Linked DNA regions of Oryctolagus cuniculus: region 2 is linked to region 1. Evidence: chromatin contacts called from public Micro-C data. All regions are on one chromosome and are shown on one strand. The core of a region is the stretch at or near the end of the contact, and the rest is flanking DNA. Distances in the headings are between cores, read along the strand shown. Region 1 holds the start of RPL26L1 (ribosomal protein L26 like 1). Region 2 holds the start of BNIP1 (BCL2 interacting protein 1).

Region 1 (4,877 bases), core at 1,376-3,875:
GTGCTCCAGTCTCTTCCTCGAACACATCCCTCAGCCCTCAGAGTCCACTGCCTGACATACCCCAAGCCCCACTAACCTCAGGGGGGAGTTCACCGTACCCCCGGGGGACGTCTGACAATATCTGGAGTCACAGTTTGTCACAGTTGTGAAGAGGGGGACTGCAAGTGGGGACTGGCCAGCGATGCTCCCCAGGGCAGCTCTCCCACACCAATGATCTGGGCCCAGAGGCCAACCGTGCTGAGGTCAAGACACCTGCTCTAAAACGCGATCCCACAACACGAGCCTCGACAACCTTGTTCACCGCTAGCTTCCAGAACAACATCAGGTCAGCAGGCAAAAATAGCCCGTAGAGGCCAGTTCACTCTCCTCTGTCACTTCTGCTCCCACTCAGGGTCCGTGCCAGTCACAGGCAACAGAGGGCTTTTACTTTCCCAAACTTCCCAAATGTTTGCACCTCTGCCGTGCTCCTCTGTGTCCCCTGCTAAATCCAGCACCATCCGACGCTCCCCCCAAATGCCTGTCCATCACTTCCGGTGAACTCACAGCAGCACTTGGGCCTGCAAAGCCTAGCTCGACCAGCCACCCTGAGCACCCCTGGCAAACCAGCAGCCCTGCGGCCCAATCAAAGGGCCGACAGCACCCCATCTTGTTCTGATTATCGAGGGGCAGGCACGGCCCGGTGGCTGTGGGCCCCGCCTTTGCCCTAGCGCCACCTGCAGCGTCACACAGCTCGCCCAGGGCGGGACAGGCTGCAGCCCCCTCCCCCGGCGGGCACGCACCACGCTCTCGTGCCCAGGCGCCCCGCAGCCGGGGAACACGCACCTGGACCTCGTCGTCCTTGCGGATGGGCATGGAGCGGACGTTGTACTTCTGCCGCAGCTCCTTGGACAGCGGGGACGACATGATCTTCCTGCGCACGTGCGACGGCGCGTTGAAGTGGCGTTTGCGGTTCTTGCTGCGGTCCGAGGTCACGAAGGGATTGAACTTCATGGTGACGGTCTGCGGAGGGCGGCGACAAGGGGAGCGAGGGCGCGCGCGGTGGGCTTCGGCGGCCTCTTCCCCATCCGAGACGCCCCTCCTCGTCCCCGCCCAAGTGCTCTAGGGGCAGACACCGGCACGGAGGAAGCGGACGGAGGACGCAGAGTTGGGTGTGCGCGTGGTCTGGACCATACATAGGAAGACTTGAGTCGGGGGCGCATGCCTGACCAAAGGGGTCGCGGGGAGCGGCTGAGGGAGGGACGCTTGGGCTGGGAGAATGCTTAGCTGAAGGTCACGCGGAGAGAAGGGGCTGCACACAAAACACTCCTACTTACCTCCTTGGTACCGAACACGTTCAGGACTTGCGCGCGCAGTACCGGAAGTAGGGCTCCCTGGCCGCGCAAGCGCAGAAAGATACCGAGAAGCACCCTTCCCGTTGGAAGCAAGCAGACGGGCGCCCCCTGCGGCCCGGGGTGGGATTGCAGCATCTCGTTCCCCGGGGCGGGAGAGCCCGGCGCGGCCTCAAGCCGGGAATCCCAAGAGGTGGCGCCTCTGGAGACAAGCGCCTGTTTTCCTAGGGTCCGCGATGGGGGCTCACGGGGGTTCCTTTAACAGGCACACCGTCGGGAGTTCGTCACCTGCCCCATACTCTCCCTATGCCCCTGCAGCCTGCGGACTGGCGTCTTAGGCAACATATTTAAAATGCAGACTTTCGGGCCCCATCACAAGTCGTGCAGAACCAGACAATGGTGGGTCTGGGTCACTCTTCCATCCACGGAGGATTTTGTGGTGCACTAGAATTCGAGGATCGCTGTGCACCAAACACTGGACTTTGCAAAAACTCCCTTGTGTTTGCTGGTTTCTCCCTGTTGTGAAGGGCAGGGGCCACCCAGGCCGACCTCAGGAGAACGCCTCCACGTTTTCTCCTCTGTAAATGGCGGCGGGCCCAGGAGGCGCCGCGCAGGGGTGCCACGAGGACTACATGAGCTCATCCATGCCGCGTGGGCACAGCCGAGCCTGGCACGCGGCGCTCAGCCCCAGTCAAACATCAGAGGCCCCCGCTTTCCACGGTGCCTACCCTCGGGCTACCTTTATCATCAATTCCTGTTAGTTCTCTGTGTCTGATACCCACACGTGCACTCTGCCGCGCGGCTAGAGATCACGCGTGATACCTCTACAGTAGCTGCGGGAACGATCACCGAGGCGGGTGTGCTGGTGCAGCAGGTGAGCCAGAAGCCCGCGCCCCAGGACGCCGTGCTGCTTGCTCCCTGCTGATGGCCTGGGAAGGCAGCGGAGGACGGCCCCAAGTCGTCGGATCCCTGCGCCCACGGGGGAGACCCGCACAGAGCCCCTGCCCGGCCCAGCCCTGGCTGTTGTGGCCATCTGGGGAGTGACCCAGTGGAGGGAAGATCTTCTCTGCCCCACGCCTCGCCCTCTCCCTGTGTCAAATCAATCAACCAATCAGCCTTTTTCTACCAAAAGGACCAACTCGGGTGCCGGGTGCTCCGCTTCGGAGTGCTCCGCTGGACTTGCTGCCGCCGCTCCGCCCCTCTCCGCCTGGCCGCACCTGCTGCGACCGAGCCGCGCGCGTCTCCGCGTCCTGCCGCCCACCTCCCGGCCTGCACCTCCCATTCTGCGGGAGGTGCGGGCGCCACCTGGCGGCTGGACAGGCTGAGACATCTGCGGCCCTGGCGAGCCTGCACGCGTGGACCACCACACGGGAGGTCCCCTTCCTGGGCACCGCAAAGGCCGGGAGACAGGGAAGGGCTCTGGGCCTCCAAAAGGCTTATTCTGTGCAAGGTCTTATTCGCTCATTACCGCTAACCCTCCCATTCATTCATTCATTGGTCCTGGATCTATTGGACGACTGCCTTGTGCCAGACGCTGCACATGAGTTGATGGAAGGAGACCCTGGAATTCAGAGAGGGTGATGTCTTGCCCCACATCCCTCAGCCACACTCTCAGTTTATTACTGGTGGTGAAATGGTTAAACGCCAGTATGTACTGGTAGGCAGGATCACAAGGCATCAGTGTGGATCCCAGCACCATCTGGATCCTACTTCAGGTTTTGCCCTAGATCCTCTGCAGCCAGCCTTGGAGACCTCTGGAGGATGGCCACTCCTGGGCTGTTTGCCTGCCCTTACAGTAGTTGAGGCAACAGCAACCCCAATGCCACCCAGTGTGCGTGCCCTGATCCAGGAGTAGGGAGGTTACTGGGGCTGCGGGGGGGGGGGGGGGGGGGCCTGTGATGAGGAAAGAAGAAGTCACTTAACCTTTAACAGTGCAGGGGCAGAGGCGGGCAAGACCAAGGGCACACAGAAGGGGACCAAGGTCCGCCCCAGGGCAGCTCTTACAGAGCATGTGCACTCCCTGCAAGCGCCGCCTCTCACTGGCTCCCTCTCTGTTCCCGCATTCATTTACTAACTCACTTGCACACGCTTTTTTTTTTTTTTTTTTTTTAAGATTTATTTTTATTCATTTGAAAGAGTTATAGAGAGAGGTAGGTCTTCCATCTGATGGTTCACTCCTCAAATGGCCACAGTGGCCGAAGCTGGGCAAGGCTGAAGCCAGGAGCCAGGAGCTTCTTTCGGGTCTCTCATGTTGAATGCGGGGGCCCAAGGACTTGGGCCATCTTCTGTTGCTTTCCCAGGCCATTATCTGGGAGCGGGACAGGAAGTGGAGCAGCAGGGGCAAGGATGGGAGCCCATATGGGATGCTGGTGCCACAGGCACTACGCCACAGCACACGCCCCATAATGTGTCTGCAGAATCCTTAAGGACCCTCCTCTGCCCCAAGTCTGCCTGTTTTTTTTTGTTTGTTTGTTTGTTTGTTTTTAAGATCATTTATTTATTTGAGAGGCAGAGTCAGAGAGGGAGAGACAAAGGGAGAAGTCTTCCATCCTATGATTTCCAAATGGCCACAATGGCTGATGCTGAGCCAACGTGAAGCCAGGAGCCAGGAGCTTCTTCCAGGTCTCCCACACAGGAGCAGGGGCCTAAGCACTTGGGCCATCTTCTGCTGCTTTCCCAGGCCATCAGCAGGGGAGCTGGATCAAAAGTGGAGCCACTGGGACTTGAACTGGTGCCCATATGGGAAGCCTATACTACTACGCCACAGTGCCAGCCCCCTGCCCCAAGTCTTTCCTAGAAGTCTTGTTCACATCTAACTCTGTGGCAGTGTGAGGAGCTGACGTCACCTTTTTCAAGTCTCTCCAAAGCATCTATCTTCGTTTCTCAATATGTCTCACTGGGCTAAACCATGCCGACGTCATGTTCCTGGATTACTGAGTCTGTCTCCTGGAGCTAATGAACCTAGTTCATGAACTAAGAATTCACTAGATCACACCATGCGGGTAGAAGCAAAACTCGTACAAACCGGTTTGGGAAAACAATGAGTGACTGGCACATATTCTGCTCTCCTGTCGCAGAAACTCAAGTGTGGGACAGGATGTAGAGACAGCTTGAGTCTGGCCTTTGCGGCCCTGGAGGGAGTGAACCAGCAGATCAAAGACCTGTCTCTGTCTCTCTCTCTCTCTCTCTGTAACTCTGACTTCAAATAATTTTTTTTAAAGTGCCAGGGTTGAGTAGCAGGTAGAAGCTGCCGCCTTGACTGGCATCCCATATGGGCACTGGTTCAAGTCTCTGCTGCTCCACTTCCTATCCAGCTTCCTGCTAATTCACCTGGGAAAGCAGCAGAAGACAGCCCAAGTGCTTGGGCCCTGCACCCATATGGGAGACCCAGATTAAGCTCCTGGCTCCTGACTTCAGCCTGGCCCAGCACCAGCTGTTGCAGCCATTTGGGGAGTGAACCAGCAGACAGAAGCGCGCTTTCTCTCCCTGCCTTTCAAATAAATAATCTTTTTAAAGAAGAGAATGGGGGCCGGCACTGCGGCTCAACAG
Region 2 (4,877 bases), core at 1,853-4,352, 170 kb before region 1:
CTTCCATTGGTTCACCCCACAAATGGCCGCCATGGCAGGCGCTGCGCCGATCTGAAGCCAGGAGCCAGGTGCTTCTCCTGGTCTCCCATGCGGGTGCAGGGCCCAAGCACCTGGGCCATCCTCCACTGCCCTCCCGGGCCACAGCAGAGAGCTGGACTGGAAGAGGAGCAACCAGGACTAGGACCCGGTGCCCATATGGGTGCCGGTGCCGCAGGCAGAGGATTAGCCAAGTGAGCCATGGTGCCGGCCCCAGTAGGAAAGTCTTAAACATCACACAGATAGTACGAAAGTCTTAAAGCAGCTTGCTTTAACGATCAGACATGGACACCCAAAAGCAATACTATAACTCTAGTTCCTGCCAATCTGAAAATTGTGATGCTTAAATTCCTGGCACTCTTTGACAAGGTTAACTTAGTTGGAATTTTTGAAAAGACATTTATTTGAAAGGCAGAGTGAGAGAGAGAGAGAGGAAGAGACATCTGCTACTCTCTGGTTCACCCCCTAAATGGTCACAGCAACCAGGGCTGGGCCAGGCCAAACCTAAGAGCCAGGAACTCCATCCTGTTCTCTATATGGGCAGCAGGGCACTGGTACTTAGACCTCTTCTGCTGCCTTCCAAGGCACATTAGAAGGGTGCTGGATAGGAAGTGGAGTAGCTGGGACTCAAACCAGCACTCCAATATTAGATGCTTGTGTAACAAGCAGAGGTTTAATCCACTGCACTACAATGCTGTCACCTAACTTAGTCTGATTTTGCAAGCCATCTATTATAAGCCAAAGTTGTTCCCCCCTCCCCTTCAAGATCTTTTCATTTTGAAAGGCAGACTGACAGAGAGGGAGAGACAGAGATCTTACATCTGCTAGTTCACTCCATAAATAGCTACAACAGCCAGGGCTGACACTGGATGCTGCAAGAGGTGGCTTAACCCACTGTGCCACAATGCTAGCCCAAATCAGAGTTTACAGAAATGTTTTAAAAGTAGATTTGGAGGGCCGACGCAGTGGCACACTTGGTTAATCCTCCACTTGCGGTGCCAGCATCCCATATGGGCACGGGGTTCTAGTCCTGGCTGCTCCTCTTGCAGTCCAGCTCTCTGCTGTGGCTCGGGAGGGCAGTGGAGGATGGCCCAGGTGCTTGGGCCCTGCACCCACATGGGAGACCGGGAAGAAGCACCTGGCTCCTGGCTTCGGATCGGCGCAGCACTGACCATAGCGGCATAGCGGCCATTTGTGGGGTGAACCAACAGAAGGAAGACCTTTCTCTCTGTCTCTCTCTCACTGTCCACTCTGCCTGTCAAAAAAAAAAAAAAAGAGGAAGAAGAAGAAGAAGAAAAAGAAAAGAAAAGAAAAAGATTTGGAGGGGACGGTGCTGTGGTACAGCGGGTTAATGCCCTGGCCTGAAGTGCCGGCATCCCATATGGGCGCTGGTTCGAGTCCCAGCTGCTCCACTTCTGATCCAGCTCTCTGCTATGGCCTGGGAAAGCAGTAGAAAATGACCCAAGTCCTTGGGCCCCTGCACCCACATGGGAAACCCGGAAGAAGCTCCTGGCTTCAGATCGGCACAGCTCCAACCATTGTGGTCAATTAGGGAATGAACCAACGGATGGAACACCTCTCTCCCTCCCTCTCTCTCTCTCTCTCTCTCTCTCTCTGCCTCTTCTCTCTCTGTGTAACTCTTTCAAATAAATAAATCTTAAAAAAAAAAAAAAGTAGATTTGGAGTTTGTTTCTTGGCATTTCGAATTACAGGGGCCAGGTTTTAATACAGACTCTCAAACCAGATGATGTGTCTTCAAATCCTGGCTACAGCAACTTGTTGGCTATGTAAATGGTAAGTTCTACATACCTCAGTTTCTTCAACACATCACCTCCATAGAAAAACCCTGTATCTACGCAAAGCACTTAGCAGAGAAGCTGGAAGACAGTGCAATTCACCCAGTTAAAACCTATCTTTCTCTTTAGCAAGCACAAGAACCCAAAAGGGGGCCCAAGCAATTGGAATTATGTGAAAAGGTAACTTCATTTGTATGAACACTACATTTATTTTTCTAGAATTGGCCCAGAAGTTTTGTAGTTTCTCCTTTGAAGAAGCAAAGTTTAAGAAATTTATTTCCACCAAGTTTCTTGACTTGTTCTGTGGCCTCCTCATTAAATCACACTTTCTTTCTCCATACGATAAAGCACTAATTTTGGTTTATTCTGTGTCTGGCTTACCTGCGGAGCCCTACGCTTTCACCCACATTGTCTATATCTGTTTAGTGACACTCATTGTCAACTGAAATGATTTGCGGAAAGCCAGAGTTTAAGGACTCATTTCTGCATTCCTAACTCTTGCCTTCATCAACTGCTTTACTGCACTACTGCCTTTTACCCTTAAACAGCATAACGCAAAGCCCTTCGCTTCCCCTAGCTGTTAAACAGAGCGGAGACCCTGTAACGGTCTTTGCCTAGGCTGTCTTTCCCTGCCCGCCTTCTGACCCAGGCCTTGCTTCACAACATCGCGACTATCGGCCCGGTCACGTTCCCTTCACCCAGCATCTCCAGTGCCAAGCGTCCTTGGGTGCCACAGGGCACCGGACCGGCCGCGCTGGCCGGCGGGGGCTAAAGACTGCAGGACGCCACGAATGACAGGCAAGGAAGTGTCAGAAGGCGGGGCCGCGCACGGTGACAGGTGTATTGTGAGGTAGTCAGGGGCGGGGAGGCGGCCAGGACCGTGGGTGGGGCCGGGCGGAACCACTAAGGAAGCTGGGTCTGGGGCGGCAGATACGGGGGAGTCCCAGGAGAGGGCGAGCCTGGAGCACCCTGATCAGACCACATGGGGTGGACAAGGAGGGAGCCGGCCATGGGAGACGACCCACGGCCCAGGAGCGCTGACCGAGTGGGATCAGTTCGGGAGTGAGGCCGCCGAGCTCACCAGCGAAGTTTGGGTTACGACTGCTGAAGCCTGGCAGGGCCCCTGGAATCAGTACCTGAATAAGCGCCTTCACTTCCAGGTCGAATTTGACAATCTCTTGGTTACAGATCCGGACGTGGACGTCCTGGGGAGCCGCCATGTTGGAACGCCAGCTACGGACAGCGGCGGTGTCCAAATCCAAACGCGTTTCCGCACCGCCGTCTCTCCCTCCCCGCTTCTTCTCCGGGCAGCGCCCCCTAGAGGCCGGCGTCTTGGAGACTGTCCCTGACACGTGCAGGGAAACGGCCTGAGTTGGGTCCTAGCAAAACGGAGAGGAAGACAAGATGGAACGCTTAACAGTGGGCTCTTTCCATGTTCCATCAGCCATGCTAACAACCACGTATTTTTTATTTTTTGCACAGAAAAAAGTATACATTGGGATGTCTCTAGAAGATGTAATTAACAATCTTATGTTTCTTTAAATTTTCCTGTATTTTTCCTACTTCCTATAGTGAGTATAAATATGGAGTAAAAGAGAATATGATAAACTTTTTTTTTTAATGCATGGACTTCGAGGTAGGTCACTCCTCCAATCCCACAGGGTCTGAGGAATCCTTTTAAGACAGATAATGAGTCAGTGCCCTGCTCTACACCCCTTCTGTGGCCTCTGTACAACTGGATTAAATCTCTGTCACTGGAGTGGTCATCATAGGTTTATGTAGTTCTGTTGACGGAAATAATTTCAGAGCAAGCCCGCAACAAGCAAATGAATAGCCAACAACTGGCTCAGTTTTTTTAAATTAAAAAAAAAAATTTTTTTTTTTTTTTTCATTTTATTTGAGAGGAAGAGAAAGGTCTTCCAACTGCTGATTCACTCCCCAAATGTCTCCAAGAGCCAGGACTGTGCCAGGCAAAAGCCAGCAGCCAGGAGCCAGAAACTCCATCCAGGTCTCCTATGCGGGTGGCAGGGACTCAAGTACTTGAGCCATCATCCACTGCCTCCCAGGATGCCCATTAAGCAGGAAGCTGGATGAGAAGCAGAGTAGCCAGGACTGGAATGGGATGCAGATGTCCCAAGTGGCAACCCAAATTGTCACGTAACTGCCACGCCAAATGCCCACTCCCCATTTTATTTTTACTACTAAGTAGTTCACAGGGCCCCGAGGCCATGAGTCAACCCACCCCACCCCACCCTTCCCGGAATCCTTAGGCTCCCTCTGTAGCTGTGGGATGCCAAGCTCCCTCTGCCCAGACCTCATCCAGTTTTGCTCAGTTCGTGTAAGCAAGCCCAGACTGTGAGGACCTGAGTGCCCAGCTGCATTCATTTCTCTTAATCCTCACAACCACCCTCAAAACTGGTAATACCCCAGTTTTACCTAGCGGGAGACAGGCTGAAAGTAGATTAAAGCAAAACAAGCAAGCTGTCCTAAGATAACCCAACTTGAAAGTGGCGGAGCTTTGATGGAAAGGCACTTCCTTCTCAAAAGCCCATCCGGCCTGCAGGGGAGCACTGCATTAGCAGGGTATGTGCTTACCCCTCTGTGTCCCTGCAGCCTTCCCCATACACCCACTCAGGCTGCTCAGCCCCCCACTGCGCCTAGGACAGAAGCAATGTGTTGCTGGCATGTGCACCTGCTCTATAGCCCACTCAGATCTGTGCTCAGCCTCCTCAGGTAACTGATAATAATAGCACCTACCTCACAGCATGTGCTGGTTAAATGAGATAATGTATGAAAAGCACTCAGCACAGTGTGAGAATCGAATGCCTGTTGGCTGCTGTTTCTGTATCACTGGCCCTCATCTGGGCACTTTGTCACATGCTTTACTGGCATCATCCCGCATTGTGGCTCAGCAGGTTAAGCCACGGCCTGTGGTGCCAGCATCCCGTATTGGCGACAGTTCAAGTCCCTGCTGCTCCACTTCTGATCCAGCTCCCTGCTATGGCCTGAGAAAGAAGTAGAAGATGGCCCAAGTCTTTGGGCCCC

What was found. A called contact is a pair of places that touch in the nucleus more often than the background predicts.
Region 2: a Micro-C map of ear pinna shows a contact between it and region 1, with 8 times the contacts expected there. The contact joins the promoter of BNIP1 here to the promoter of RPL26L1 in region 1. A contact is called at or near these places in 2 of 6 Hi-C or Micro-C datasets (ear pinna and an unstated tissue).

The regions. Positions count from the first base shown.
Region 1 is chr6:59,493,704-59,498,580 of mOryCun1.1, reverse strand. RPL26L1 (ribosomal protein L26 like 1) reads right to left here and starts at 2,625. Exons shown (of 4, transcript XM_002710380.5): 1 at 1,314-2,625; 2 at 823-999. The coding sequence starts at 1,466.
Region 2 is chr6:59,662,407-59,667,283 of mOryCun1.1, reverse strand. It overlaps BNIP1 (BCL2 interacting protein 1), which reads right to left and starts at 3,102. Exons shown (of 7, transcript XR_516447.4): 1 at 2,969-3,102. It also overlaps a transcript of CREBRF not described here.